2 separate regions of the Triticum aestivum genome follow, and region 2 is linked to region 1. The links are chromatin contacts, called in public Hi-C maps. All regions are on one chromosome and are shown on one strand. The core of a region is the stretch at or near the end of the contact, and the rest is flanking DNA. Distances in the headings are between cores, read along the strand shown. Region 1 holds the start of LOC123145220 (transcription factor bHLH137). Region 2 holds the start of LOC123145223 (protein RADIALIS-like 4).

Region 1 (3,152 bases), core at 287-2,786:
ATATCATCTACCAGAATCATGCATCATACTACCAAAGGACGGTTCATCTCCTGGGACATACGTCGAGGCATGATTCGACGGACGCGGCGGCTGACATCGACACCGGTGTGGCAGCCGCCGATGGGGGCGCGCTCTGCGCCGCCGGGTACGGGTTGTTGACGAGCATGTCCTGCCCGAACCCGGCAGCCGGTTGTTGCATCTGCTGCATGGTAGCGCTGCTCATCTGAAGGCAGGACGGGTCCAGCTGCCCCTGGTGCATCGGCAGCGTCGTCATGGAGGGGCCGCACGCCTGGTTCATCCGCCTGCCGCCGAAGAGGTCGTCGACGATGTTGAAGTTCACCACCGGGTTGGAGGCGGCGATCTTCATGGACAGGAACTGCGTGCGTGCAGCCATGTCCAACGGTAAGAAGCATGCAGCGTGATCTCCGATGAACGGACACCGAGAGAAATACAGTAGATTCAAGCTGGTTTGGTCTGGTTGATGCGTCGTGCGTACCTCGACCTGCTTCTGCAGGGACTGGACGTAGTTGATGATCTCGTCGAGCATGCCGGCCTTGCCGGTGACCTTGTCGCAGCCGGGCACCAGCTCCTGCAGGTACCTCATCCGCTCGCTGATCCGCTCCCGCCTCACCTGCATCATGCGCATCAGGATCAAATTGTGCACATATATACACAAGATTAATTGTTCTTTCTAGGAGACTAGGAGTATCAATACATACCCGTTCGGCGAGGCTGTGGCTGTCCGTGGCCTGCCCGCGGCGGGCTCGGACGTGGATGTAGTCGGTCTTCTGGCCGGCGGCCGCCGGCTCCGGCTTCTTCCTGGCGCACGCCTTGGCTTTCTCCGGCCTCCCTTTCGCCGCCGCTCCAGCCTCGTCAGGATCGCACAGCTGCTGCTTCCCTCTCGGCCTCTTGCAGTCGTCCTGGCAAAGCTTTTTTGTCAGTCAAAGACTGGCACACCAATAATAAGCAGAGCGCAGCTCGAGGCTCACGCAGAGACAGAGGCTCGCAGCGCATGTACAAGAACATCGTCCGACTCACCTTTGCGTCTACATACGCGTCAGGTTTTCTCTTAGTGGAGCCGCCGCCGCTGCTGGCGCTACCGCTGCAGGAGAAGGAGTTGCCGGCGCCGTTGCTGGTGCCCGGCGGCGGTGGCGCGCCGAAGGCCGCGTAGCACGCGCCGCTGAGGTCCGGCCACTCCTGCTGCTGCAGGTACCCGAACGCGCCGCACAATGCGCGGTACTTGTCGTCGTCGTCGAGCAGGCCCTGGAAATGGCTCTCCACGGATGACGCCTCCCGCGGCGCCGCCGGACCCGGACCGCCGCCGCAGTGCGCCATTAATCAGCGCCGCGCCAAGATCGATCGATTAAGTCGGGGCGAAGCTTTGGTTGATTCTTCTTGGTGCAGTGCAACTAACTACGGATCTTCGAAGACAAGCAACGAGGTGAGGCGAGGCGAGGCGAGGCGGCGTAGGGCTTGTGCCTGAAGCTTGCGTGTCCCTGTCTCCCTCCCCGGCCCTCTTTTGTGCTCCCCGGAATTTTTCCTAATCCATATATATAGAGGGAATGATAGGTGGCTGTGTAGGAAGTAATCGTACTTTTCCTGCGAGATTGGATTGGATTGGGCCCTTTCCTTTAGGTGTGATCATGTGAGGTAGGGCAGGGCTGGGTAAAGGAGGGCCGGGGCCCTGTGTTTCAGCTGGCAGATGCATGCAGTGCAGTGGCTAGCAAGTCCCGCTCAGGCCCCTCCATTTGTCTGCAAATTGGTAAGTGGCTCGTTCCCACATCTGCCTTAATTTGTAAGGCTGCTGCGCTGTCGACCGGTGAGGCTAGGAGACCGGTTATGATGTGTGAACGATAGCCATTGATCAGAAATGGGTATACGAAACTTTTTTTTTCTCGAGCAATCAATAGTAGCTTTGCCTCTTCATATAGAAGAAGAAAAATTGACAAGTTAACAAGAAAAACTGACCGAAAACCGATACAACCGTGTTACACAGAGACACACACCAGCCAAAGCTCCATGGTCTCGAAACGGCCGACTTTGGTTCAGCTCTCGGGGCGATGCTGCACCTCAAGCGAGCCGATGACCTTGTCACCCAAGAGACCATAGTCAACACCCTACAATACGACCCGGGTTGCCGCTCCAGGCCTCCAGCTTACAAACCTCAACAACACACACCGGCCCCGAGGTTGCATACCAGACGAGCCAACGATTCTGCAACCCATGTTACCAGAATCGACACCCTACAACACAGACGCTCTCCGAAGCCGTGGCGGTTCCGGCTTCCAAATTGGGCCCTAGGCCACGTACCCGATGAGTTGACATATCTGCCACCCAAGTGACCAAACTCCGACACCCAGGAACACAAATCCGCTCTCACAAGCCGCCACTCTGGCATCCACACCGACCCCGAGGCCGCACGCCTTCACATGAAAATATCTTGGTCTCCACGGTAAACAGGGGAAATCCGAGTCTCGATCTCAAACGGGATCTTGAATGAGAAGTACATCATGGTATTATTTCTCAGGTTTTCAATATAAGCTGGGAGGTAAGTCTATTGTCCGAAGAAATGATAGTGTGTTTCTCAGTATTAACATGACTTGCTAATAATATGTGCCTAAATCATTCACTTCCATAATTTTACCGTGGTTGTTGAATTGTGTTGTGATGCGCTGAACTTATCGTATAATTGACCTAGAAGCTATGATCACAAAATGAGGAGAAAAAAAAACAGGTAACCGAACGGTGAAATTAACAGAAACAGGCCGGGCATATGAGACTACCCAGTGAAAATGAACAGCTAAGAAATGAAGGACCCCTTTGTGCATGCAGTGAAACAAGAGGGCTGCTCTCTGAGTTTTGACGGAGGCTACAAAAGGACGACTGGCGCGGTGACAGCTGCTGCAATAACCGCATGGACAGCTCTATCCTCTCCTCTCTGCGTGCACTCACTCGCACACCGGCCCCCACCACCGCACATCCGCCACGTGTACACTGCATTAAGACGGCGAGATCGCCGGATTAATGATAACAACCCTTTGGCCATTACTGTCGGAAATTGTGCTTTGCGTTGTCGCTAATACGATGATCAGTATACGTGCACGTCGGCTTAATTCCTCTGGCACCATCAGTCCTCTTCTGATACCAGTACT
Region 2 (3,036 bases), core at 139-2,638, 550 kb after region 1:
ATGTTTGTTTTTAGAGAAATCACCTATTACATTCTTTGGCGAGTGTCCGAAGATTAAGACATCGGCATATGCTCCCTCTGTTGGACTCTTAAAAATTGATCTTTGACCACAAATTTCTCATACAATACATTGCTCATAATTCCAAAATCATAATCACAGGAAAGTTATTTTTCAATACGAATTAAAGTCTAAATTCTGTGTGGCACAACTCACGTATTGTTGGACTAACAGCTGGTTAAAGATCAATTCTGCATGGTAAAAATACATCCTATATTTATCAACAGAGGGTATGCTATTCGGTCTGACAAGATTATAAGATATTTACATAAACCCTACCTTTTGCATTCCTAAGGGCATAGTTTGGACCTCTATCTTGATCCGTGGTCATTCCTGTGATGCGACACCTCCATTTATGCGACTGTGGAATTTGGTGCGCTTCAGCATAAACTTTGACTGTTTGTTTCTCCGTCCATCACATATCATGGCAGGCTGACAGGTGTAGTGAGTCGTAATTCTGTTGGTCAACATAAATTCCATTTAGATATAGATATAGATTCGAAGAATGTTATGATTCTCTCCCCCTTTCATAGAAAGGGAAAATAATTGAAGCAAATACCTTCCTTTGAAGACTGAAAAGAGGGTATCGAGGTAAGGGTGTGACATAATAAAGGTTCAAGTTGATATTTGGGTCTAATTTTGTTTAGTACCAAATTTAAATTCGTCGAGAAGAGATAGTAAAGAGGTGTATCCCACTTGGATGTGAATCCTAGCTACTAGCCTGGTGGGGGCCTTTTCCATCATCTCAAATCCACCTGTCCACACCTTGGGATGATGAGAACTCGAACCAAATCACATGAAAGATCCGCATACACACAAAAACCTTTAGCATTTGCTGACGTGACTTATGCATAGGCGCAGTGGTGTTCCGTACCTTCATGGGATAATCTACTTTTGAACCAGTTGACCTTTTCCTTCCTCATAAATCTCTCTTGTTAAAAGCTTCCAATGTCTGCCTTTGGAGGCTTGCGGCATCTTTCTAAATGTAAATAGCCAACAGAGAACATCAGAAGGCAAGAGAAAATTAATGCTTCTTCCAATGAATACTATTATAAGTAGTTAGTAGTTATCATTTTATTCTTACTATCTCTGTATGTTATTTTCTTAAGTTCAGTAGTAAGTGCTGGTTGACAGGCTATGTTCTGACACTTGTATGCCCAAGATTTGTGTCGAGTAAAGATTAGATGAAGCAACTTGGGGCAAGCTTAAAAAAGCCAGAAGCACCTTTTGAACTTCACTTTTCTGATACAAGTTTTGGAACAATGCAGGTCTGAGAATGTTATTCTAAATGTAATGAAGCTCAAGACGGCAAGGTAACTTAACTGCATCTTTCTACAAAACGGCAACCAAATGTTGGTAACCTTTCACAGAATAATCAAGTTTGTGCGTAAATTTGTTAAGAACTTCAGAGGCACAAGAATGGCTTATAGCTTTTTGGAAGTGATGATATGTGATTTATTATAAAATTTGGCAAGCTGTTGCACTAGAAATATTGTCAATTACTGTCATTTGCTTTTTAGTTCTTACTAACTTGGTTAGGGATATGCTCTGGTTTACGTAATTTTTCCCTTGAGTTAAAGTCATATACTATATTATATACTTAGGCATAGCTCTCTTTTCTGCATGAACATTTATATTTCGACTTGTTATGAAATAAGCTGGAAATTGACTGGCACTGCTTAAATTATCCAGAAGCATTCTATTCTTCTTAATTATACATGCAGCCCTGGTGCATGGTCTTGATTGTTCTACCGGAAACAACTATTAAGATTTAGGAGCTGAGTTGTTAAATCAAATTTTGATGTGAAATTCGTATAAAGCCAGTCACAATTTCTGTTAGGAGAATATTGACATGGTACTAACATACTTAATGGGTTTACTAGTTACCTGCAATATCAGCAGACACTTTAATTTTCAACTGTGGCATAGGTTTAGTTTTTAAGGAGCATAAAGAATTTGCTGTTCCATTATCCGAGAGGACTGGTACAAAATAAAGTTCCTGTACCAATGGCTGTTTGGATACTGTAGTAACTCCAACAATCCACCAACCAATCTCATGAATCCCAAATCTTTATTTTTTAACCGAAAACTGTAGGTGAGGCCCTGACAGTAATTTTTTATTGAAGGCGGCATGAAAAACACACGAAGGGGTAGTTAGAAGAAGAGGGGAGAATGTACAAAGGGAAGGGGAATATACAAGAGGGGACTATACAGAGAGCTATAAAAGGGTGTCAAGAATCCCAAATCTAATTATTCCACTTCATTATACACTAGATCTTGCCAATCTATTTTTATTGCATGAAACTTGTACTATTAAAGCAGCTGTTCTAATACAGTTTCTAGCAATGAGACGACTGTACAATATGTCCAGTTCTGCCATCATATTCTCAAAGTGGATAGGTACTAGGGACAGGTATTTCTTTGTGTTAAATTATTAGACCACAGACCACAGTTGAATAGTACATCCCATCTGCATGACATTCTTTTCTGTCCATCTGAAACCATATACCATCACTGATTAATCGAGTAGAAATATCATGGAAGAGTTAGGTGCTCCTATCCTTTTGACCTAATAATGGCTCCTTTTCCCTGTGTTACAGAAAGACAAAGAGGCATATATTGGTGTGTGTTTTCAATTAGATATTTGAATATCTTTGTTACAGTGGGGAGGTCGTCGACACAAATTGTTAGTCACTAGCTTTTCCTTGTACTTGCTATATTCACTATTCAGGGCAAATATCTTCTGCTACTAAACATCATTGTTTTAAGTGATGTTGCAAATTGTATGTAGTTTGTACAGCCAATTACTTGACTGCAAATTGGTGGACAGCACCTTTGTTCAAAACATTCCGTAAGTTTGTAACATCGACAGGGATGTTGCATGCTTCTATCCTGGCACAAATGGCCTTGTGATATTTTTTTAGGTACAACTAGTTATGGTTAGGATGCACTCTAGGCCTCCTGACCACTAGCTTTGCC

Evidence for each region. Hi-C and Micro-C count contacts between places; a contact is called where the count stands out from the background.
Region 2: a Hi-C map of leaf shows a contact between it and region 1, with 5 times the contacts expected there. The contact joins the promoter of LOC123145223 here to the promoter of LOC123145220 in region 1. A contact is called at or near these places in 4 of 5 Hi-C or Micro-C datasets (leaf and an unstated tissue).

What each region holds. Positions count from the first base shown.
Region 1 is chr6D:378,486,546-378,489,697 of IWGSC CS RefSeq v2.1, forward strand. It overlaps LOC123145220 (transcription factor bHLH137), which reads right to left and starts at 1,537. Exons shown (of 6, transcript XM_044564594.1): 1 at 1,039-1,537; 2 at 720-920; 3 at 497-631; 4 at 62-376. The coding sequence starts at 1,335.
Region 2 is chr6D:379,034,856-379,037,891 of IWGSC CS RefSeq v2.1, forward strand. LOC123145223 (protein RADIALIS-like 4) reads left to right here and starts at 1,389. Exons shown (of 2, transcript XM_044564597.1): 1 at 1,389-3,036.